6 separate regions of the Mus musculus genome follow, and regions 1, 3, 4, 5 and 6 are each linked to region 2. Evidence: chromatin contacts called from public Hi-C and promoter capture Hi-C data. All regions are on one chromosome and are shown on one strand. Each heading gives the region's core, a stretch centred on a gene start, on an enhancer-like site or on the middle of the called end of the contact. The rest is flanking DNA. Distances are from core to core; before and after follow the strand shown.

Region 1 (3,471 bases), core at 776-3,275, 5.6 Mb before region 2:
CAGAATGCATTATGGGAGTGATCAAAAGAGGGGAACTCTCAGCAAAGAATGTGCAGAGAGTTTGAGTAGGGGTGTTGTAGGAACAGAAAGTGGATTAAGAGGTATGGGAGATCATAAAGTAGGGTGACACACAAAAGGGGGACTTTTGATTTGTCTTTGTGTTGGTAAGCCAAAGGTGGTTGTATATGTGTATTCAGAAGTATGATATGACCTCACTTAGGTTTGGTTTAGAAGTCAGCATAAAACGTAGTAGGATCCTGAGTGTATTTTGAAGATGGAAAGAGGCAGCGAAGAAATTATTTGCAAAGTGTATATGCAGCAAAAGAGGAAGAAACTAAAGATGGGTTGGAACAAAGATACAGAAGCATGTTTTGACATGGTTGTGGGAAAGGGCTGAATCTGAGAGAGAATTTTATTAGGTTTCTGATACTTCATGTCTGTCTCAGGTTTTTCAGTAAGCAGACAAAATAAGACTCCAGGCACTTAGATATTCCGCGCCTCTTATGCACCCAGGGAGACTGAAGGACAACATAAAAAAGCTTTTCCCTAATAGACGTAGGGGCTAGGCAAGATATTTATGATCTGTCTGATTTTTGCTCTCTCAAACAGGACTTTCTTTATGGAAAATTTCCTAACCCAGAAATAAATCTTCATAGAATCTCTACCTGAATTCAAACCCCAGTTGTGTGTTAGATCTGTAAAATGGGAATAGCAAAGGATGACATTGGATTATTGTAGGGAGTAGATGAGCCCTCTCAGAATATTGTATTGGTATTACTGCTATTGTTTCTTCAAACTTGAATCTTGAAGAACAGGTCAAAATTTTGCTATTACTTTGCTACTATTATATACATATATTGTATACCACTGGAATTAAAAATAAAATGACATGATAGGGAACTAAGCTAAGATGGCATGTTTCTCAATATCTGTACATTAATTAAAGTTATAAAAATAGTATTACTTAGAAGAAAATGTATTGAAATAGCTGATACCAAGAGACATTTACACACAGTGTACCTGTTTCCCTAAAGAAGCCACAATTGTGTGGAAGATCCTGTGGACTGAATGGCTGGCTAAACTTTCTAACAGTGGTCCAGGAGAATGCTGCATACAAGAACATATATTTGTGTCCCTCCTCCCCCATAGCCCATAGTTGCCACAGTAACCATTTGCTACAAATTCCTGTATCTTCTGGCCTAACATCTTTGTTACTGTTTGGTATGCACTGTTGAAACCTAGCTAGCCAGTAGCTTCCATCAACATTTTTAATCCCCCCAACCCCTTCCCTCAATGGTACTAGGGATTGAACCCAGATCCTCAAGTAAGGTGAATCAGCCTCCTACCGCTAGATCCCTTTGAAATTAAGAATATTTTAACATCTGAAGCCTATGAAATAGACCCACATGCTTGCTCACATCGACTCACCTATTCAATGTCTTATCCCTTTCAACGTACATTGATGTACAACCTTTTCTCTTCAGGCTATAAAAGTTCATATAATATTTCCTATAACAACTGAATGAATAACCCGAACCCATGCTCTGGATTTACAGCTATTAATGTTAAGCAGATGAGCTCTTCCTTTGGATCAGTGGCCTTGAAACCCTATAAATAGGTGCACAGTACATTTTTCAGTCCTGAATTCAAACAGTGGATGTAACCTCAAAATGCAACATTGTTGCAAGCACAATGCAAACAGTTACAGAATGCGGAAATACTTTCAAAGGTGAAAAGGTTCTCTGGTCCATTTTGTGCAACTTCAAGTAGAGAAAACTGTTCTGAAAAAGATCATGTGCCGGTTAAAATGAACAAGGACTAGATTTTGATGTGTAACACCATATGCTTGCCATAAAACTAACCCATGAAATTTATTCTAGATTCGCGGGACGATTTCTTCTTCTAGCTTCCTATGCTGTTAGGGTTTAAAAGACACCCCAGCACACCCCCTCTCCCATTACATATCTGGCCATTTGTGAGGTGAATAAATTGGAGCATCTCGGGGACCATCCAGTCCACGCCGTGACTTTTCTTGTGCCTTTTTTGTATAAGGAACAAGCGGTAGTCTCTCCAAGGGCACGGCCAAAGGAAACATAGGACTTGACCCAAGGCTGAGTTTTGGAAAGGCTCTTCTTCCTGGTACTGAAGGTCTAGCTTCCTCCCACAAGCCACCTAGATGGACCTCCACCAGTTCAGAACCAGGAGGCCACAAGATGCGCCACGCAGAGGGTGAGGGAGGACCGGAACAGGGACAAGGAGCAGCCCGGTCGCAGCAAGGGACAGAGAAGAGCAGCAGCCAGCGTGGGGACCGCCAGCCAGGGCCGCCGCGCGCGGGATCACGGTGAGGGGGCGTGGCTTCCGCCGGCGCGGCCCCGCCCCTTGAGCGCCGGGCGGTCACGTGACGGCCGCGCGCGTCCCCGTCCGCTGCGGGCTCCGAAGCGGAGGAGAAAAGACTGCGAGGTGGCTGCGGCGGCGGCCGAGAGGTGGGCTCCGGGCCGGACCGGTGAGGAGCGCGGGGGGCCGTGGGCTGCGGGCCTCGGCGGGGCACTGCGGCTTCGTTGGCTGCGAGGCGGCGCTCGGAGTCCGCGGCGGGCGGCGGCGGGTCGGGGGCCGGTAGGACGGGGACGCCCTTGGCCAGCGCGGCCCGGACGGGCGCGCGGAGGGAGGCCGAGCTGGCGCAGCCCGGACTGTGACGGGCGCGGCCCCGGCCATTACTGCGCAGGCAGGCCAGGCTGCGGGCAGCTCCAGCGGGCTCGACCGGGCCTCAGTCGGCCACGGGCTGCATGCTATCTTCCGCCTGCCCTGCCGCCGCCGCCGCCGCCGCGGCTGTGCCTCTGGGTCTTGCCCAGTGCCCGGAGTCGTCCCCTCCTCCTCGCGCTGGCGGAAGCCGCCGAGCGTTCTTGTTTTGATGGCTCCCCAAACCCGAAACCAGCCTGAGGTGTCGGGATACCAGTTGGGCCTCCCAAGCCGGGTGCATCTTGAGAGCTCCGGCAGTCGCTTTGTTCTGCTTGCTGGATGTGGAGTTTTCTCCTTAACCCTCCACCCCATCTGAGAGCGCACGGGATCCCCATTGTTGTCACTGTCTTATTTTCTGGACTTTTTTTTTTTTTTTTTTTTAAAGAGAAAGGGCTATGTGACATTGTTTTTGAGGATGTGGAAATGGAACCGTCCTCTATAATTAGGTAAGATGTTTCCCCACTGTAAGTTAGCACACGCATTCTGACAACTACATTTTATCTGTGTATGTGTGTGTGTGTGTGTGTGTGTTCTTTTGCAAACTAGATGTGCACCTGGAGCTTGGGCATTGAAAGGCACGTATTGTCATAGAAGTTGAATGCGTAGAACATAACAATAAATGATCTGTATCATTAGACTTTTAAAGAACATGGCATATTAAAGAACAAATTAAGAAAACGACCCACACATACTAGCAGAGCGTGAAAAGCGTCTGGGAGCTGTAGAAACACTTGA
Region 2 (3,619 bases), core at 688-3,187:
CTCATATTTGTATATATTATGTGACTGCTAGAATGTACTGGGTAAGAGCCACTAACCACTATATGAATTTTCCGCCACCTTTGCCAAGACCTAAAATTGAGAGGCTACTCTTAAAGAGTGTGTGAAATAAGAGAATCTTTATCTAAAACAAAAATCCTCATCACATGGAAAATAACTTCCCTTTGGGTATTAAAATTATTACACAATCAAGATTTAAGGGGGGAGGGGCTCCAGTTGTTAAAAGGGGGTGCTTACTGCTGACAGAAAGGCATTCATTAGGGTGGACTATTAGGACAGAGAGCTGACATCAAAGGTGTGGAGAGTCTGAGCTGGTTGCTACTGTGTTGGAAGCAGCACTAAAACTTAGGCACCAAGCTGAAAGGACTCAGCTGTTTCTTCTTAGTATTTAAATGCAGTAGTTATTTTCCAATTTTACCATCTAGTCTCTTCTGTGAGACTTTTCTTCCGGGAAGAGAACTCTAATATGCTTAACACTTAAATGTTTTCCTTTTTTTGCTTTAGACATTGTCTTCCTGGTAGCCTGGAACTCACAGCTATCCACCTGCCTCTGCTTCTCAGGTGCTGGGATGAAAGTCTTGCAACTTATGTATGGTTTGACACATTAACTTTTAATAGCCTTATACTAAGGAAACTACTTAAACTCTACTTAACCACATTCTTTTCCGACTGTGTAATGTTTCAAAATCACTTCCAAAACAGCCAAAAGGCACGTGTGCCTTCCTGCTCTCTCTTCCTGTCTGAATATTCTTCCTGCACTTACCTGGCTGGAACTCTAGTTAAAACCTCTTTTAAATGCTGCCATAAACTCCAAATCCCCTGCGTTCCCACATCATCTCCACTCCCCAGCACCGTGGCATTCTGGTATGTTACTCTTTGGCTAAAATACTAGCTTTATCTTTTAAAATGCAGACTTTTAAGTGTCCGCCGTCTCTCATCTTTAAAACAGCACCATAGACACTGGCAGAAATACGCCCACAGAAACTAACCACCTATTAAATACTTTTTTGAATTGCAGGGGTAAGGAAGCAAGCATGAGGCTTTAGGGGTGAAACCCAAACGTTTATTGGAAAAGCTAAAACTTCCATCAACTTTCTTATATCCTCATGAAATTCATGAGCCCGACAATGATCACTGTATCCACCAGGTTGGCCATCAGAAGCTCTGGTTGGCTTCGGGGATATCTTCTGAGAGAGATGTCTTGTGTATTTGCTTTGGAAGTAGAAGAGCGAGTGATTCCTTCGAAATTAAAATGCATTTGTCGGCGTAGGCGGGAACTGGCTTTAAGATTCTGGAGTTCCACTCCTGGTAGCCGAATCCTCGGTGGAATTTAGTGACAGATCCACAGTGAGAGTTTAACATGTACCTCAGGGATCCAGTGTCTGCGAAGCTGCGACTCGGGAAAAAAACTAGGGTCATTACCTAAATGTTCATTCAGAACCGGTTGCATTCAGACCGGGATCTGACCTGGCCGCAAGGTCTGCTTAAACACGTTGCAAAGCAGTGGGGTTTGTGATCATACACAAATCACAGCCACTCAGAGAGGCTAAAAACCAAAGGACCAAAATGTGGACACACTCAGCCTAATCGGCCAGTATTGGCAACAGGAAACTTCACGATAAGACGTGGAAAAACTGCTTAAAACAAAGTAATTCAGCAGCGAAGAAAACGGCAGTAGTTTGGCTCCTCTCGTGTTCCGTAGGAGCGGATCGTGGGACCTCTGTGGTCCACGCCCCCTGGGCAAAGGCTGCCCGCTGCGATGCCTGCTAGAAATCCAGCCGCGTTCTTACCACGGACGCTCCTAAAGGCGGAAGTGGAAACTCCTAAGGCACGGCACCACCGGAGCCACCTCTTTAGTGGGAGGAGTTGCACATGCGCACAGAAGTCGAGCGGAGCGCTTAAATACCGTCATGCGGCCACCGCCGGCCTTTTCCCCTGCCGCCGCCGACTTGCGCGGAGGCGGAAGCTCGGGGTGAGTGTGATCCCAGCTCGTGCGCCGGCGATAGCGTGTCTACTGCGCCTTGGCTTCAAAAGTGAAGTACTTGGGTCTTAACGGGCGATTTACTGATGTTTTGTCTTTCAGTGCGTTCAAGATTCGGCGTCACCCGTGATTCACCGCCATGGCCGAGGAAGGGTGAGCGAGTGGGGCGTGGGCCTCCCGCGGGCGGCGCTGGTCTGGGCTTTTCTCCATGCTAGTTCCCCATCCCTAGCCTGCCGAGGGTCCTAACGTCTCTGTCTGCATTCCAGCATAGCTGCTGGAGGTGTAATGGACGTCAACACTGCTCTACAAGAGGTGCTGAAGACCGCCCTCATCCACGATGGCCTAGCACGTGGCATACGCGAAGCTGCCAAAGCCTTAGACAAGTACGTGTCTCAGTCTCAATACTGTGGGGTGTTGCAGCCGGAACAAAGACTGCAGCAGCCAAGGGAAGAGAGCGTGAAGTTCATGCTGTTAGCACAAAAGTTCTGAATGTCATCCGGCCAGCAGGAAACCTAGGAAAAGGTATCAACTCTAGCCCACTTAGGATGTGTGGGTTGCTGTGTGGATCGGGGATGACGAGCAGTAGTTTTGTAAAGCTACAGTGTTTGCATGATGACTTGAATTGTCGGATACCCCTTCACCCCGTTCATGGGTGAGAAACAGCTAGTCTGACAAACCTGTAGCTCGTGGGGATAGATAGTCCGGTAGTTTTGCTAGAAGATGGAAAAGGGGGGGGCATCATTATTTAGTTTGCAAATACTTAAACGACAATATTGTGGTGTCGGGGAAATCTAGCTATATCCGGGAGACTTGAGAACATGCATGGTTTATTAGGCTTATGCACGTGTATTCTACTGTTTGAGGTAAAGTCAGGTGATTTTGGATGCTGTTGTGAATATTTACAGTGCTTCCTGCACAGGACTGCTTTGGATCAGCTTTCAAGTTGGAAATACCCTGAAAGTGGTCATAGTTTCCTTTGGCCATAAATAGGTTTCCTATTATAATGTGTGGTATTGGTATCTAAGTTTGTACAGGGAAAGTGAATGGCTAGTCTGCAGTTTGGTACAGTAAATCCTGTGTGGTCAGGTTTACTAGCACAGTGAAGACCCTTGAAGGTTTCACCTTTGAGTTTTGCATTTTAGGCGCCAAGCCCATCTGTGTGTGCTCGCATCCAACTGTGATGAGCCCATGTATGTCAAGCTGGTGGAGGCACTTTGTGCTGAGCACCAAATCAACCTGATAAAGGTAAGCCTTAGTGATAATGGTGTTGAGCCACAGGCACCAGCACTAACTTGCATGGTAGTTTTGATGATTTTCACGTGGGCTGTACATGATGAAAACAGTCTCCCTCTTCTGAATCTCGCTGAGGAAACTGCACGTCACCCTCCTGAAACAGCCACCCTGGGAATGTTGAGGGTCAGCTTTTACTAGTTTCAATCCTTGTTAGTAATTGCTTTTGTCTTTGATAGGTTGATGACAACAAGAAACTAGGGGAATGGGTAGGCCTCTGTAAAATCGATCGAGAGGGCAAACCACGGAAGGTGGTTGGTTGCAGTTGCGTAGTGGTTAAGGTAAGTCTTGCTTTTCTCTTTAAAATGTTGATGGCCCTTTAGTGGAAAC
Region 3 (3,681 bases), core at 1,052-3,551, 7.5 Mb before region 2:
CTGACCTTACAGCTTGTAGTGTACTGGCCTACCATGCACAAGGTCCTGAGTGTGATGCCCAGAATCACTAACAGGGGATAGAGGGAAGTACTTCATAGGGGAGACATGAAAATTACATTAAATAATGTTCTCATTCCATACTGATCATTTAACTCATGGCTATGAGAATAATCATCAGAATGGCAGGTGCAAATAATGAGGCAGGTGCCCCAGAATGGCTGGCATTTTTCAGTCTTAATACTCAACAAAGGGTCTCAAAGCCTCCTAGGTTTCCCACCTCCATTTTTTTTTTTTCTGGTCCAGGTCAAAATCTCTAACCAACTTCATTCATATCTCCAATTGACTTTTCATTTTTGTCTTGTGGTTTTTGTTTCTAAGTTCCCTAAGTTCTACTCTATCTGCAGAGCAACAGGACTTGCTGGGCTCCCCAAAAACATCCCTGTAGTCAACCTTACTTCCTTTTATTCCCCAAAGTACTCCATTACCTTCTCACCACCAGGATTTTGTTTCTGGACACTCTATATGCAAAGCCTTTCCCTACTTCTTAACCTATGTCACTTAGCTCAGATGCCATCTAACCCGTGAAGACCAACCAAGAACATGAGATCTTCCCTGCTACTGGAACAACTGGCTAATTTCCTACCCTAACTTATTTTGTAATTTTTATTGAAGCCACATCAGTCCTGTGCAATTCATTTGCTGTCTTCTTTGTAAACTCTTGTCTTGTGATTATCAAGCATTAAAAAGAACAAAAACAAAAACTTGCTGATGATCTAAAGAGATGCTAACTCTTTATAGCTCCTATGTAGTTATTGCCACACTAGTTCAACAATATGGCCTCAGAAATGGCTATCATTATTCATAAAAGCAGATAGTTCAAAGCCAAGTAAATACTAATTAATGCAAAGATACAATTCACACATATTCACCCTTTAAGGCCCTAACTTCTCACTTGTTTCCCCTGAGACCAACGCAGAATGTAACAGAAAACTTACTATAGTTTACAACTGAAGTCATCCTCACACAGAGTCCAGAAACCTTCATAAGCATCAATGTTCAAATAACTTACCTATCCTTGTTAAGACGGTCATCTCTGGTCACCATGGCCATAACTGCCATCCGGTACATGTGATCTGACACGCTTTCTGGCTTTTCGACATTTCTGTATACCCAGCCAGTCCGTGGAACTCTCTAATAAATAAGATAAGGAATTAAACAAAACACTATCCCTGGGAACAACAACAAAAAATGACAGGTGCTCTTCAAGAAAATGCCAGAGAATGGCCACAGAGCCACATGTCAGCTGAGTCGTGGTTTCAAACCTATTTTTTTAAAAATGTTTCATTTAAACTAATCATATCGATAAAAATCTGAAATCTCACTAGTGAGTGGACAATTCACAAATATACAAAAATGTTCAAAAGTATACAAAAGTCCAATAGTCTTTACTCTGTGCTAGTGAAGTATAACTATGGGATAATACACAAAAAGTTTTTAGACATAAAAGCAAAACTGGTGGTACGCCTGGTGGTACACGCCTGGAATCTAAGAACTCAACAGGTGAAGACCCAAGTTCCAGGCTGCCAGCCTGTGCTGTTCATCTGTGGTGTAGTTAGGAAAAATGCAAAGCAAAGCCCCAGTATTATTCCTAACTATGAGAGTAGTAGGTTTGTGCCGTCCAAAAACTCATTTCATACAATAATAGAATATTTTGTACATGCAACATGTGACAGACTCTCCAATTCTAACTCAGATGGCTTGGAGGAGTTTCCATGGCAGTCAAGCCTTTCACTACTTCTCAACCTGTGTAAGTCTGCATTTTCTCTGGGAGTTCTATGCATCTAACGAATTTCACAAATAGTCGCAGTGTTACAGAACAGCTCATCTTGGAACAAAGGGGGCTCTGCACAAGCTCTGCCAAGCAAGGGCTGGTGCACGCTGAAACCGATTTACTGAAACCAACAGTTCCGGAAGTCACGGTGATAGAGGAAGGTTTCCACAGCCTACGTGCAGGGGTTTCGGCTCCTGCCTTCCGCTGCCGCTCCGCAGCATCGCCATGGCCTGGGTTGTGGCCGCGCTGGGCATGGAGCGTGCACGAGTCCCCGGTCCAGCCTCGGCTGCGTACCCGCCAGCAACGCCGGGCTGAGCGAGGGAGGTTGCGTGAGGTCGGTGCCTGAGCTGGGCCGCACCGCCTCCCGGCCAAGCCGATCCCACCCGCTCACCTTGAGCTGCCCAACTAGACGCAGAAAACGCAACAGCCCGGCTCCAGAGCCGGACGAGGCCAAAGCCATGCTGAAGTGCATAAGAGCTGGGCGGTGTCAACCTCAAGCCCCTCCCCATTCCCCTTCAGCTCCTCCCCGCCCTCCTTCAGCTCCTCCCCGCCCTCCTTCAGCTCCTCCCCGCCCTTCTTCAGCTCCTCCCCGCCCTCCTTCAGCTCCTCCCCGCCCTCCTTCAGCTCCTCCCCGCCCTCCTTCAGCTCCTCCCCACCCTTTGGCTCCTCCTCACAGCCCCACTTCCTCCTTTGGTAGAGCACTTTCTCTGTACTAAGGTCTGTGCTCAGACTTTGGATGGTCTCTGCCCAAGTAACCATCAACTTTCACAGGAATCGCAGCTTGACGCTAAGGGCAGAAAGGCCTAAGGAGGATGAAGCTGGATAATGCCTGCAAACCTTGCTTCTTAGAAGCCCAGTGTCTGATTGGCAGGAAGAGCTAGCTATAAGAAGCTTCGCTTAACCAGTTTAACAAAGGCACTGGGCAAGCCTGTGAAGGGAGGCAATGCTTGGCAGACATACCAGGAAACTTTGGAGGAAGCAGGAAATGGGCTAGTAAGAGGAAGCCCATGGTGAAACCACAAGCATCCATTCTGCCAGGAAACTGATCAGGATCTTCCAGGACTACCTGACTAGTTTCCATTGACAATTTGATGGTACAAACTTTTAAATGCAGTTAATGGATATGGACAAATTCAAGCAGAGGGAGTCGAGGATATGAATAAGATTCAAGAAGAAAGAGAAATAAAAAGGAATTCCAATTTTATTTGTAACAAAGTAGGTTTATTTATTTACAGGGCCCTAAAAGGTGATGGTTCTAATGAACCATTGTCTGTTCTCGTTTCTCACTACTTGATATACCTACCACCTCTTCCATATGAGCCCGAATACTATACCGGGAACTATACTAGAAAATGTATAGTCATCATAGCATAATGTTGGTATAGAATGTTGCTCAGTAGATTCTACAGAACCCTGAGGCAGCATCCATGAGCAGCATCCAGGATTCTAAAGTCAGCTCTACAGAAGAAATGAAAAGTTGGCAGTATAGTGTAGCTGTGCATGAGGTCCCAAGTGCTCTCCAGCACTGAAGTAGCATCCATGAGCAGCATCCAGGATTCTAAAGTCAGCTCTACAGAAGAAATGAAAAGTTGGCAGTGTAGTGTAGCTGTGCATGAGGTCCCAAGTGCTCTCCAGCACTGAAGTAGGTGAGTGGTTTGTGTTATCTATAAAGCACAAGCTTCAAATGCCAGCACCACCAGGCTGCCTTGCTATGCTAAGGTCCTAGGTGTAGAAAGCCCTATTCCTGGTTTTATATATAGTCCCTATCTGCTTTCTCCCTATAAATCATACTGTTAGTCACTCTAATCAGAGTGTTTGAATCAGGTGTTATCGCAGTAAAAATGCCTGTG
Region 4 (3,830 bases), core at 1,030-3,529, 9.1 Mb after region 2:
TGGTTTCTATCTAAGCAGGAACTTTTCACAATTTCCTTTCATAGAGGACTTCATAAAGAATTTCTTCTACTTCTATCATATTTAATGTTACAAATAGATTTTTTTAAATGTGGTTTAGTGCATATTACTTTTAGCTTCAGAAGACATTATGTATACTTAAGAGGCATTTAACTATTATAAATTATTTTGATGACTTAAAAATATCAATATTGAGTTGTATATTTTAAAATAAATTTTATTAGTTTAATAAAAAAGAAAAAAGGATGCAACTTGAATATGTATGAATATGAATCAGATTTTAATTACTGTAACAGGATATAGCAATGATAGATTTCTTCTAATCAAAATGAGCCCTTGCTGAGTTTAAAATAAATGAATGAATAAAGGCAAAAAAAATTAGACAACTTAAAAATTTCGCAACCAGAAATTAAAATGAAGCAATATTTTTTCAAAAGTTTGTCCACAAAGCAAGAATGAATGAATGAATGAATGAATGAATGAATAAGCTAGTAATGTTTACTACTAGATGTCCCTCCACTCCCCCAAGACAAGTTCCTGGCTGTCCTGGAATTCCCTCTGAAGACTATATTTTCCTAGACCCCAGAGATTCACCTACCTCTGCCTTCAGAATGCTGGGATTAAAGGTATGCACCACCATGCCTGACACTATTGAATTTTAGTGAATCTTTATGGAAGAACCTATAGCAATACGTCTCAAGCCATTCCATGTATAAAAAGGGAAGCAACACTACCATTTTCATTCAGTGATACTAGTGTTACTCTGGTGGTAAACCACATAAGGCAAACACTATATACCAATATTGGCGTTGAAAAAACAGGAAAGTTCAGCCGGGCGGTGGTGGGGCACGCCTTTAATCCCAGCACTTGAGAGGCAGAGGCAGGTAGATTTCTGAGTTTGAGGCCAGCCTGGTCTACAAAGTGAGTTCCAAAACAGCCAGGGCTATACAGAGAAACCCTATCTCAAAAAAACAAAACAAAAAACAAACAAACAAATAAAACCCAAACAAAAAGAAAAAAAATACAGGAAAGTTCAAATGAAATGTAAGTCCTTAAGGATGATACTATGCAATGGAGAGGTGGCAATAGATAAATAAATAAATAAATAAATAAATAAATATCACTGCTATAAAGAAAAGGTGGGGTGTGCTATAAAGTCAGAAGTGCAGACTCTCCTGGACTCTATCTTGTCAAGTAGTAAGACAGACTAATACTTTCCTAATGTTCATCATCTTCCTCCACTAATCAACTCGCATAGTTCACTAAAACAAGCACTAGCCATATCAGAGAAAGTATTCAATTCTTATTAGTTCGCATGTGTTTACCTTTCAAGTTTGAAAAGGACTGTCTATTCAGTCCAGTATTTGGACATGCAAATTTTAATCTAGTATTTAAACATAGTGTTTCTCATATAAGAATTTAAAACTTCTAAACTAAAAGCAATGGTTGTTTCCAGTTCCAATCTCCTTTAAGTACATGTTTTCAGTATCTCTTTACAGTTTCTAGAAAGGCTATAACGTGTACTTCTGTGTGTGTGAATGTATAAATTTTTATTTTGTGATCATTTTCTCTGTTAAAACTAATGACACCTCCACCCCCCACTCCACCCCACCCTCCCCCCCCCCCACCAAAAAAAAAAAAAAACCCACTGTGGCCCATCTATATGCATATGTCTGTAATCTCTACTAACTGGGAAGCCCTGGGTAAAGGATTTCAAGTCCAAAGCTTAGTTTGGCAATTTAGTGAGACCCAGTCTCATAAAAATAAAGACAAGGGAGAGAGTGAGGGAGGGAGGGAGGGAGGGAGGGAGGGAGGGAGGGAGGGAGGGAGGGAGGGAGGGAGGGAGGGAAGGGAAGGAAAATTTGAAAGCTGAGAAGGTAGCTTAGTAGTATATACGCTTGCCAGAATATTCCCAACAAAACACACACGCATGAGATAAAGAGAGGGGAGGGGAAGTTTTCCTTTCTCGCAGTTAAAGTCCTTTACGTTATTTTCCCCTTTCTTCTCTTTCATTCATTCCATGCAAACAAACAAACAAAAACAAAAGTTAAATTTAAAACCTCTATCTCCGCTTACCAGCAGAGAGCGCTGGAGCCGTGTGCGACACAGGAGACTCTCATTCTCCAAATAATAACTGCCTTAAACCAGGCAGTAAGTTTGTCTCCTTCGGGCACCCGTCGCGGACAAGCGTCTCAGCAACGGATGCGTGGGTGAGAATTGCCCGCTCGGAGGCGGAAGCGGAAGTATCTGTGACCGGCGAGTAGGAAGTAGCGCTTCCGGGAGTGGAGATGGCCGCGCTGGCCCCTCTGCCGCCGCTGCCCGCGCAGTTTAAGAGCATACAGCACCATTTGAGAACGGCGCAGGAGCATGACAAGCGGGACCCCGTGGTGGCCTACTACTGTGAGTCCCTCCGAGTCCCCGTTCTCCCGCCCGGTTGCGCCCCGCGCCTCCCTCCGCTCTTGAGGCCCGCCCCGCCCCCTGGCTTCAGACCTGAGCCTTGACCTCTGGCTCGGCCAGGAGGACCCCAAGTACTAGACTCCCTCCACACCCGGACCCCCGTCTCTCCAGCTTAGAGCCTCGGACACGCCTCCCGGCTGTTCTTTCTTCTGGGAATGAGAACCTCGATAGTCATAGGTTTCCCAGAGATGGGTGGGAAGGGAGACTAACAGAAAACATAACGAAAGCTGTGCATTAATCACGAGAGCTTTCAGGTCCCTTCCGAAACTCAGACGGTTCAGTGGACAGTGGCTACTACTGAAAATTTGAATTTGACTGTTCTTGACTTGTTTTCCGTACTCCTCATTACCACCAGTAAGAATTTGGAGTCATCCTTTAGCTATCCTGAAAGTTAAGAAGTTTAATGCCAATATTCCTAGTTTGAGATGTATATACTACTGAAGAGGACACAGTTTGAACTCCGTTCAGACATGCAGAGTTGGTGAAGTGGATAGGACTAGTAGTTTTATGTAAACTATGATTTGAATATTATACTCCTATCTTTGTTGCAAGAAATGACTGTACTCTGAGTTTCTAAAGAACTTTCAGAATACAGAAATGATGTGTCCTCTGTTGTGGACATTGTTAGCAAAAATCTGGACCAAGTCAAGCCTTCCCTTGTGGACATGTATGTACCTCATTTCTCAAATGTGCATGGATGTCCCCCTACCACCACCAATAATTGCCATTCTCCACTTGATTTATGATCTGAATTCCCACCTCTTCTGCAAGCCACTCGGTGGCTATACTTCATTTTTATAAAAATCATACCAGTATTGTTCCCACCATTCTTGTTCTTTTGATGATCTTCAAACATATCCTAATTATTGAGCCTTTTTACCTATTGACGAGCATTCCTAAGTACTGGGAAAAAAAAACTAAAACCCAGCTCCTGTGGTCCTAGGACTACTGAGAGGAGGGGCGTTTGAACAGTACGCATTTTATAATTTCAGGAACGGGCATAGAAGTGCCACAGTACTGTAGAGGGGACCTCATTTTCCTGTGTTCAGAAACACATTGCTCAGTTGACAATGGAAGCCAGACCTTTGTGCACAATTGCTGAAGAATATACCTTTAAAAGGAACAAAAGTCTGAAGGTCCACAGAGAAGTTTAAAAGAGGAGGAGTGAGGATTTGGAGAGTATAGAGCCAGAGAGAAGTTGGATACAACAAAGAGGCTGGCTCTGGACTGTGAACCAGGGCCCTTTGTTTCCCTCTAAGCCAATCCTTATTCATGAACCTGTAACTGTGCACCTTTGTCACTACCCAGGATCTTTTCCTTCCTGTGTCATTGTGGTCATTCCTGCCCTTTGTTCT
Region 5 (3,892 bases), core at 234-2,733, 6.8 Mb before region 2:
TCAAAAGTGTTTTCCCGTGGGATCTGAAAATCATTCTTTTATTCATCAGACTGTTGTGAAATGTCTATGGGAACATTTCCACTATGATAGCACCAAGAATAAAGGATGAAACTCCTGTCCTTACCAAAGCCAAAGTCAACTCAAAAGCTTTCAATATCAAACAAGCAGTTATGAAAGGCATCTACAGATCACCCCCCCCCCCACCATGGCCCAAGAGGCAGCCCAAGTACTCAAGTACCTACATGGATAAAGACATACAGCTACTGTGTGTGTGCATGCATACACACACCATAAAAAAGCAGCGTGATATGAAAGTGTAAGAACAGACATGGAACATGATAATATTTAAATGTGTCAAAGTCAAATTTTCTGCTTCTGAGTCCTGCCTCAAACTTGTGATGATCTGAGAAGCTATTGTCATGATTGCACACCATATGGTTAACTACAAAGGGAATTAAATGCAACGTGAATGTGCATGTACTCTTACTTAACTTACGTTACTGTTTCAGATTACAAGATAATTCACTTAAAATCACTACTGAGTTTAAAGTCACACTAAGTGTTATTATGGGTTCTAGAACTAGACATTTATTTGAATTTTATCATTTGGGTAAGTGGTAAGAAAATAAGTCTGAATCTGTCTCTTTCTGTAGACCTGTAATAAAATAATCAACCTTGGGAGTTTTCACAATTAGAGAAACAGAGTATTTGGTGCTCAGCAAATGCCATGTATTGTAAAAAGGTGAGATCACATCATACTTAAGAACTGATACTTTTCCGCGCATGATTGTTCCCAAAGGGTTTCTCTCCCTCTCTTTCCTAAATAGCCGGGAATACAAGAGAAAATTGTTACAATGAATCAGGTGACCTGGCAGGGAATTTCTCAATTACTACCTTTTCTCTCCATATGACATATGTGTGATAGGAGACCCTTTCGATTTACATTGTACTATAAACAAAAGCAAACATGTAGAGACCAATTTGGCCGGGTTTGTTTGTTTGGTTTGGTTTCAGATCCTAAAATTACTGTGGCTGAACAAGTAAGTACACAGGAAACTCGGAAATTTCACTTTGCCAAACAAGGCTCTCTATACGTTTGACTCATCCTCTCATACCCTTAAAAGAATCGAATTTCTATACTCTTTTTCTTTTGTAACGGGAGTGTAATACACTATAGGGACGTGAAAGCAATATCCTTTACACTTTAGATGAATGTTACCAACCCCTGGATAGGTCTTCCCGTCAGAAAACGCCTTTGAGCAGTGGGCTCCTGCGGCTGCGCTGCTTTCGTCATCACGGAGCGCCGGGCTTGCCCTCTGATCGTCGCCCTTTTAGAGGCCGAGCTATCTGGTGTGTCCCATACCCAGAGTCTGGCCCTGCGCGTGCGCAGACTCCGTGTCACTAGGCGGGCCACCCTAGGGCGGCGATTCCAGGTGCATCCGCCCGAGGCGGGCCTTGCGCACCTCAGCTGATCCTGACGTCGCCTTTCGGCCGCCATGGCTGAGAAGCAAGCGGGCTTGGTCGGAGAGCCGGATCCCGAGGGGTCCTCGCCTGGGACCTCGGAGTCCTGGAACTATGACAGCAACTGCGTGTTCTGCCGCGTGGCGGCGGGTCAGGAACCCAAAACTGAACTCTTTCACTGTGAGGTGGGCGGCGACAGGCCGGGTGGGTGGGGACCAGGCATCCAATCCCTGCTCGCAGGCTTCTGTCTCTGCAGACGAACTAAACAGTGACTGACTTCTGTCAGGGACCCAGAGGTCTCCAGTGTTGCCTTTGCTGTTCAGTAGGGAGAGATAGCAGTGATAGAGCCCAGCATTCTCGCCTCCCTCGCATGCATTTGCAACACAGCAGCATCCTGTGTCTTTACTTTTATTTTAGGGAGTCTTCCTCTTCTCTAGATAGTAATTTTAAAATTATGTATTCTTCCAGTATCGTTAGAGAGCGTACAACTTGCTGAAAACAGGTCTTGGACGTGGTGAAGAAGTGTGAATTTGACTGAAATGGGCTGGAATGGGGTTTCAGGACTGGGTCTGAAGTCGAACTGATACTTACAGTTAATAGCTTGTAAGAATCTTCCTTATCTACCGTGAGAGCCTCATGAACTACTCCCCTTTTCGTTACAAGATCTCGACAGGGTTCAAACCTGTGCAGATCAAGTGTAGTTAATCATACTTGCTGCGAGATCGGGAGAGCAACAGTCATGTCATGCCTGGAAATTCCAGAAAACTCTCCCTTTCCCCTGGGTCTAACATTTTTACATCTCATCATCCTTCATAAAGAGTTAATCTTTTGAGAGAGATTTATCATCTTGCATTTAAAATTCTTATTACACATATATTCATTGTAAACACAGGAAATGATTGCACTTATATAAGTTGTTGATATATAATTATACAAATAAGAGCAGAGGAAATTATTTGTTTTGGTATAATCAGGGTTGCCAGCATCATGAAGAATTTGTTTGAGGAATCTTTCCAACAAAAGTCAGAGATGATTCTTTGCCTCACAGATCTCTGTATGGTTTTCTTACTGTATTTTTAGAATTCATTTAAGCAAAGGGCATATCACATATTCTTAGCAGGGGGCTTACCAGTACCAAGGGCAGTGTCTTACTCTTTGTGTATGAGTCTCATGGCATTGATACGAATTATTTTTAAGGGGCTCTTAGAAATAGCTGAGTGGTAGTGGTACATGCCTTTAATTCCAGCACTCAGAAAGGCAGAGGCAGAAAGATCTCTCTGTTGGAGGCCAACCTGGTCAATGCAGTGAATTCAAGGACAGCTAAGGCTATGCAGAGAAATCCCTTGAAAAACAAAACAAAAACAAACAAACAAACAAACCAAACAAAAACAGAAAGAAAGAAAGAAAGAAAGCTAGCTAGCTCTTAGAATCGAAAAATGAAACAATGTTTGAGAACCCACAGAAGTGTTGCTATGCCTGAATTCATACTTAGCAATATTAGCTGATTTAATTGCTCTTTTGCTAATTAAAATTGTTAACACCTTAGATACCATGGCTTTAAGATGCTCTTTCAAATGGACTTGCTTGTTTTAGATATAAGGGGACAGTTACTGGGAAGAAATTATTGTAGCTATATAAAAATTAACTTTTGAGAATTATTTGTTAGGAAATATTGGAGGAACTGTTGAAGCAGGTCCTAGAATAGTCTATAAAAATTACAACTGGAACAGCATAGTAGAACATTACACAGGGTAGCTTTTTCTGTTTTGTGCTTTAAAAAAAAAGACTAGCCTAGAAATAATTTCATAGCAGTAGTAATTCTTTACATTCCTTTTAATAGGCATTCAGTGCTTTATTTTATAGTTTTACCAACATTGTTTCTGAGTTAGAGACAATTGGCTTCTCTTCAGTATTTTGCTCTGGGAAGTCATACTGTAAAGAAGCCTGGTGGTGGTGACACATACCTTTCATCCCAGCATTTGGGAGACAGGGACAGGAAGATTTCTGAGTTTGAGGCCAACAAGCTCCAGGATAGTCAGAGCTACACAAAGAAACCTTGTTTTGAAAACCCCAAAAGGAAAGAAAAAAGAAAAACTGGCCAGAGGTGTAGCTCAGTGAACTACCAGAACTTGCCAGGCATGTAAGCATGTTAGGCCCTGGGTTTGACCACCAGCACTACCAAAGGGGAAAAAAAAAAAAAAAGAAAAGAAAAAAAAAAGAAACAAACACACACAAAGATTTAAAAAATACATACATGTATATACACACATTATTTTTGGCACTCTATCTTTGGGATTGGATTTTTTTTCTTTTTTTTTTTTTGGGGGGGGGGTTGGTTTTTTGAGACAGGGAAAAACCAGAGAAAGTGTAGCCCTGGCTGTCCTGGAACTCACTTTGTAGACCAGGCTGGCCTCAGAAATCTGCCTGCCTC
Region 6 (3,813 bases), core at 198-2,697, 7.0 Mb before region 2:
TAACAATTGTATTTCATTAAGTTTGAATGAACACATTTGACTGATGGGTACTATTCTGGATAAGAGGGATGTAGACGATGCTAATTCCGATTTCTGTGTGAAGACAAGACTCAGATGAATCAGTCAATACTCAGAAGAATCAGTCAATACTCAGTCACAAAAAAGAATGACCAAAGAATCTTTAAATTAGAAGCACCCCCAATCCCAACCATTTGAGTACAACTCCCCATTCTATTCAGACTTTCACTTTAGTGACAAACTATCCTTAGCATGTGATCCATCATGTACTTCCAGGGGAGATAATGAAGACAGTGTCATTGTTTGGCATTGCATTGGAAAACTTGGGGAACACTCTATCAGCAAGTCACCACTTTGAACACATACTCAGTTATACTTTTGCCTAAGAGAAAAGAAATCAAGGCCTATTTTATTTCTCGTCAGAACCTTGGGTTCATAGGCACAAAAGGGTGCTGACCGAGTTAAAGGGTGGGAACAGTACCTGCAGCAGAGCCTGCACTCAAGGTTGATACCAAAAGGGGTGTAAAGAACACAGAAAGAAGTGTCTCCTACTCAAAGCATAAACATGCAAACCCGATGTCAGAATTTACAGATGGTCAGTGCAAAACCAGGAAGTGATTCCATATTTGCATGACCATGTAACATCATCTGCTGCTGAAATCTCAGAGTCATGGCTGCTAAGGGCTTTGCTCCACCCTCCAGAGAGACTGGCAGTACCAAGAAGCAGCAGCAACCTGGGGAAGCCTCTATGTACTGTGTGTGTTGATGGCTTAGGACACACCTGTCACACACACACTTTTTTCTTCCTGTATTTAAGAGTGATCTTCACGATCAGATCCTCCGAGTCATCTTGCAGTTATAGCCACTGGACTGTAAAGGGAACAGCGTCCAATACAGGTTGGAAGCTCACAGAAACAGGGCCCTGGGCTCATACAAAAAAAAAAAGAAAAAACAAAAAAACCTTCCCACTCAGCTGCTCTCCAGCCCCAGCCAAGAGCCAGCTGAACTGCCCGTTGCTACATCGCATTGCCTTGGCTATAAGGTTTACAATTGGGCAGCTTATAGGATGTTGTACCGGGGACAGAAGAAGACAGTGGGCCTCTTTGCCAAAGGCAATGCTGGAAATGACAGAGGATGAATTTATGGTTGCCCCTAGTCCTAGAGCTGGAAGGTGAAGTAAAAGGACTTTAAGGCTCCAGCAAGGGCTCTAACTCCACATGTGCCCATAAGCGCTAACTTCCCTCCAAGATCCAGACAGGAGCCAGCTAAAAGGGATAAGATTAGGGGCCAGGTAAGCAGACCGTACTCGGTTCACTGACTGCCTGACCATCACAGCGTCACAAATGGCCGGGGCCTGCGGAGGCCGCGCGCGCAGCTCTCCGGGGCGGAGCCGCTGGGCCCAGGGTTCGGGGGCCCGAGCCACCTCGAGGCTGTCCAGCCTGCGGCTCCGAGGTCGCACGGGGCAGGCAAGATGTCGCAGCTGCAGCCCGCATCGCTAAGGCGGTCGGCTGAGCTCCCGGGTCCCAGCCGCAGCAGACGAGTGCAGCGCGCGCCCCGGGTCGGGCGGAGCTAGAGGCGGGCGCCGGGCTGGCGTCGCGCCACCGCAGCTCCCCGCCTTCCGCCCAGCTCGCGCCCGGCGCCCTGACCGTGGGTGCTGCTGCAGGTACCTGGGCGAGGCCTCGAGCACCCCGGCGGCGGCTGCTCGGGCCAGATCGGCACTCCGGAGCCCTTCAGGAGCGCACCCCGCAGCGCCTGACGCCTCCCTTAGCTCCTCCTCGGCGGGCGATCCCCTCCCCGGCCCTCCCCCTCCTCCCACCCCGGAGGATGCGCTTCCCAGCGCCCAGCGGCAGAGGCCACGGCTCCCAGAAATGCGTGCTCCCGAACCACTTCGCCCAGACCCGCGGAGCCCGCGCCCCCGCCCAGTAGGTAGGTCGCCGAGGCGGGGCCAGGCCTTGAAGGCTACCGGCTGCTGATGCTGCGGCCAGGAAGAACCGGAGCCTCCCTCCTGGGCTGCCGAGGTGTACTAATGGCGCTGGGCGCAGCCCCCGGGGGACCCGAAACGCTCTGCTTGGAACGTTCGAGGCCGAGCCGGGGCGCAGGGCCACTGGACCCTCCTCGCTAACAATCAGGGGACCCTCGGTTGGGGGCTGGGAGAGCTTGGAAGGATAGGTTGGCGCGGAGCTTCTTTGAAAGGAGACCGTTGCCTTTTTCTCGAGCTCAAGTAGATTGTGTCATTGCATTTTTAAAAAACAGGATCAGCAAATGCGTTCTTCCTGTTCTTTTTGCTAAAATGTAGACGACCACGGTTGTTGTTTTAGAGGTATTTAGGGGTGGTTATGAATTTTTGTGTAATTTACAGCTAGCCGAGTGGTATATAAAGTCAGTGGTGCAAACACTTTAACATTTTGGGTGTCAGTTTAAGGAAAGTCTTTCTAGAAATCAGATTACCTAGGTAGGTGATGGATGAGGCTGGCGTGTTCTCGTAGGATAAAGCTGACTGGAGCCAATGGGTTTGAGAGCTGCAAGTTTGATACAGGTGTCGGGAGTTGAGACTCTGAAAGATGCGCCAGCAGAGGCAGTCTTGTCTCCGGCCTCGCCTTCAACTCTGAGCTGACCCTTGCTTTTCTGAGAATCTGGTTGAGTCTTTTTTTCCTGTTCTTGAAATAAAAGTAATACATTAGGGCTTTTAATAAAATTGTTTCCTCTCAGGCTGCCGTTTTGGATTTTACGTTAAGCAATAAGGTTTAGAATTTTGAAAAAATTGTTATTGTAAGCTCCAATTTTATAAGCACTATTTCAGATTAAAGATTTTGGCTAACTGAATCAATATAAATACTAAGAGGACAGAATCACCATCATTACCAGGTCCTCTTCCCCCTGCTACTCCTCGACCACCCCCCCCTTCTCTTCCCATTCTCTAATTCCCCAATGTTGAATGCCTTATAGCTGTTTGTTGGTTATTTGTTGAATGAATGAAATTGTATTTCAAGATACACATTGTATATAACCCAACCATTTAAAATTATAGTATAAGATTGTTGTTGTTGTTGCTAGTGCAATTAACTGTATTTTAAATAATTGCTTCTTTCTATAAACAGGCTAACTTGGTTATTTTTCATTGACATTTCCGGCGTCAACAGCAAGGCTCTGTTAAGGTTCCCTTCGTGTCCACTTTCCAGTGTTATAGCAATTAATACCATTTCAATTTTACTTTAAAAAAACAATTTAGAAGGCAGAATTTATGTTTAAAGAAATCTATTAAGTTATTTCAGAAGGAGCAGTGATCTGGTTAATAAGTAACAGGTAACTTGTTTTAAAGTTGAGCTGTGGTTTATTTTTAATATATATATATATATATTGTTAAAGCTAAAGAGGGAAACAAAACATTTAAAAGCGTCTGTGGTTCCAAAGTAAACTCATATATATATCATATAGATAGAGATTTATTTATTTATTTATTTATTTATTTATTTATTTATTTTTGATGCTAGGAGCCAGATCCAAGATTAGACTCGAGGCTTCTGATGTATTGGGCTAATCCTATTTGAGCAACATCTTCAACCTTAGAAATGGCATTTTAGCTATTTTCTCTATAAATTGAGGTTTTTAGATGATCCTGTGTCTTTTCTGCTTGAAAATGTTTAGGAGAAAAAGACAAACAAAACAAAAACAAAAAATCCGTTTCTGTTTGCCTTCCATTTACACTGTGAGGGTTTGGGCTTTGGCATTTGTTTTTCTGTCACATAATGTAGTGAGTCATCATTAACTTCTTTAAAAAGAAAAAAAAAAGGTTTG

What was found. Promoter capture Hi-C pulls out the DNA fragments that hold promoters and counts their contacts. A called contact is a pair of places that touch in the nucleus more often than the background predicts.
Region 1: a contact with region 2 is called in a promoter capture Hi-C map of pre-B cells. The contact joins the promoter of Rnf146 here to the promoter of Rps12 in region 2. A contact is called at or near these places in 1 of 39 promoter capture datasets (pre-B cells) and 2 of 484 Hi-C or Micro-C datasets (CD4 T cells and CD8 T cells).
Region 3: a promoter capture Hi-C map of pre-B cells shows a contact between it and region 2, with 2.5 times the contacts expected there. The contact joins the promoter of Hddc2 here to the promoter of Rps12 in region 2. A contact is called at or near these places in 1 of 39 promoter capture datasets (pre-B cells) and 3 of 484 Hi-C or Micro-C datasets (CD4 T cells and Th1 cells).
Region 4: a promoter capture Hi-C map of pre-B cells shows a contact between it and region 2, with 2.6 times the contacts expected there. The contact joins the promoter of Vta1 here to the promoter of Rps12 in region 2. A contact is called at or near these places in 1 of 39 promoter capture datasets (pre-B cells) and 1 of 484 Hi-C or Micro-C datasets (CD4 T cells).
Region 5: a promoter capture Hi-C map of pre-B cells shows a contact between it and region 2, with 5 times the contacts expected there. The contact joins the promoter of Hint3 here to the promoter of Rps12 in region 2. A contact is called at or near these places in 1 of 39 promoter capture datasets (pre-B cells) and 2 of 484 Hi-C or Micro-C datasets (CD4 T cells and CD8 T cells).
Region 6: a contact with region 2 is called in a Hi-C map of CD8 T cells, with 12 times the contacts expected there. The contact joins the promoter of Ncoa7 here to the promoter of Rps12 in region 2. A contact is called at or near these places in 2 of 484 Hi-C or Micro-C datasets (CD4 T cells and CD8 T cells) and 1 of 9 other capture datasets (adipose tissue).

The regions. Positions count from the first base shown.
Region 1 is chr10:29,360,996-29,364,466 of GRCm38.p6, reverse strand. It overlaps Rnf146 (ring finger protein 146), which reads left to right and starts at 2,025. Exons shown (of 4, transcript NM_001110197.1): 1 at 2,025-2,503; 2 at 3,122-3,182. Gm30698 (verprolin-like) reads right to left here and starts at 3,071. Exons shown (of 2, transcript XM_030245425.1): 1 at 2,798-3,071; 2 at 1,844-2,763. The coding sequence starts at 3,071. The coding sequence ends at 1,958.
Region 2 is chr10:23,785,527-23,789,145 of GRCm38.p6, reverse strand. Rps12 (ribosomal protein S12) reads left to right here and starts at 1,937. Exons shown (of 6, transcript NM_011295.6): 1 at 1,937-1,990; 2 at 2,102-2,152; 3 at 2,266-2,382; 4 at 3,142-3,244; 5 at 3,469-3,570. The coding sequence starts at 2,139. LOC115487513 (a small nucleolar RNA gene) reads left to right here and starts at 2,603; the gene lies at 2,603-2,676. Snord100 (small nucleolar RNA, C/D box 100) reads left to right here and starts at 3,325; the gene lies at 3,325-3,392.
Region 3 is chr10:31,312,025-31,315,705 of GRCm38.p6, reverse strand. It overlaps Hddc2 (HD domain containing 2), which reads right to left and starts at 2,301. Exons shown (of 6, transcript NM_027168.2): 1 at 2,223-2,301; 2 at 1,070-1,191. The coding sequence starts at 2,291.
Region 4 is chr10:14,703,938-14,707,767 of GRCm38.p6, reverse strand. It overlaps Vta1 (vesicle (multivesicular body) trafficking 1), which reads left to right and starts at 2,279. Exons shown (of 8, transcript NM_025418.3): 1 at 2,279-2,418. The coding sequence starts at 2,307. 1700016L04Rik (RIKEN cDNA 1700016L04 gene) reads right to left here and starts at 2,159. Exons shown (of 6, transcript NR_045824.1): 1 at 2,095-2,159.
Region 5 is chr10:30,615,957-30,619,848 of GRCm38.p6, reverse strand. Hint3 (histidine triad nucleotide binding protein 3) reads left to right here and starts at 1,483. Exons shown (of 5, transcript NM_025798.3): 1 at 1,483-1,646. The coding sequence starts at 1,497.
Region 6 is chr10:30,800,960-30,804,772 of GRCm38.p6, reverse strand. Ncoa7 (nuclear receptor coactivator 7) reads left to right here and starts at 1,447. Exons shown (of 16, transcript NM_172495.6): 1 at 1,447-1,944.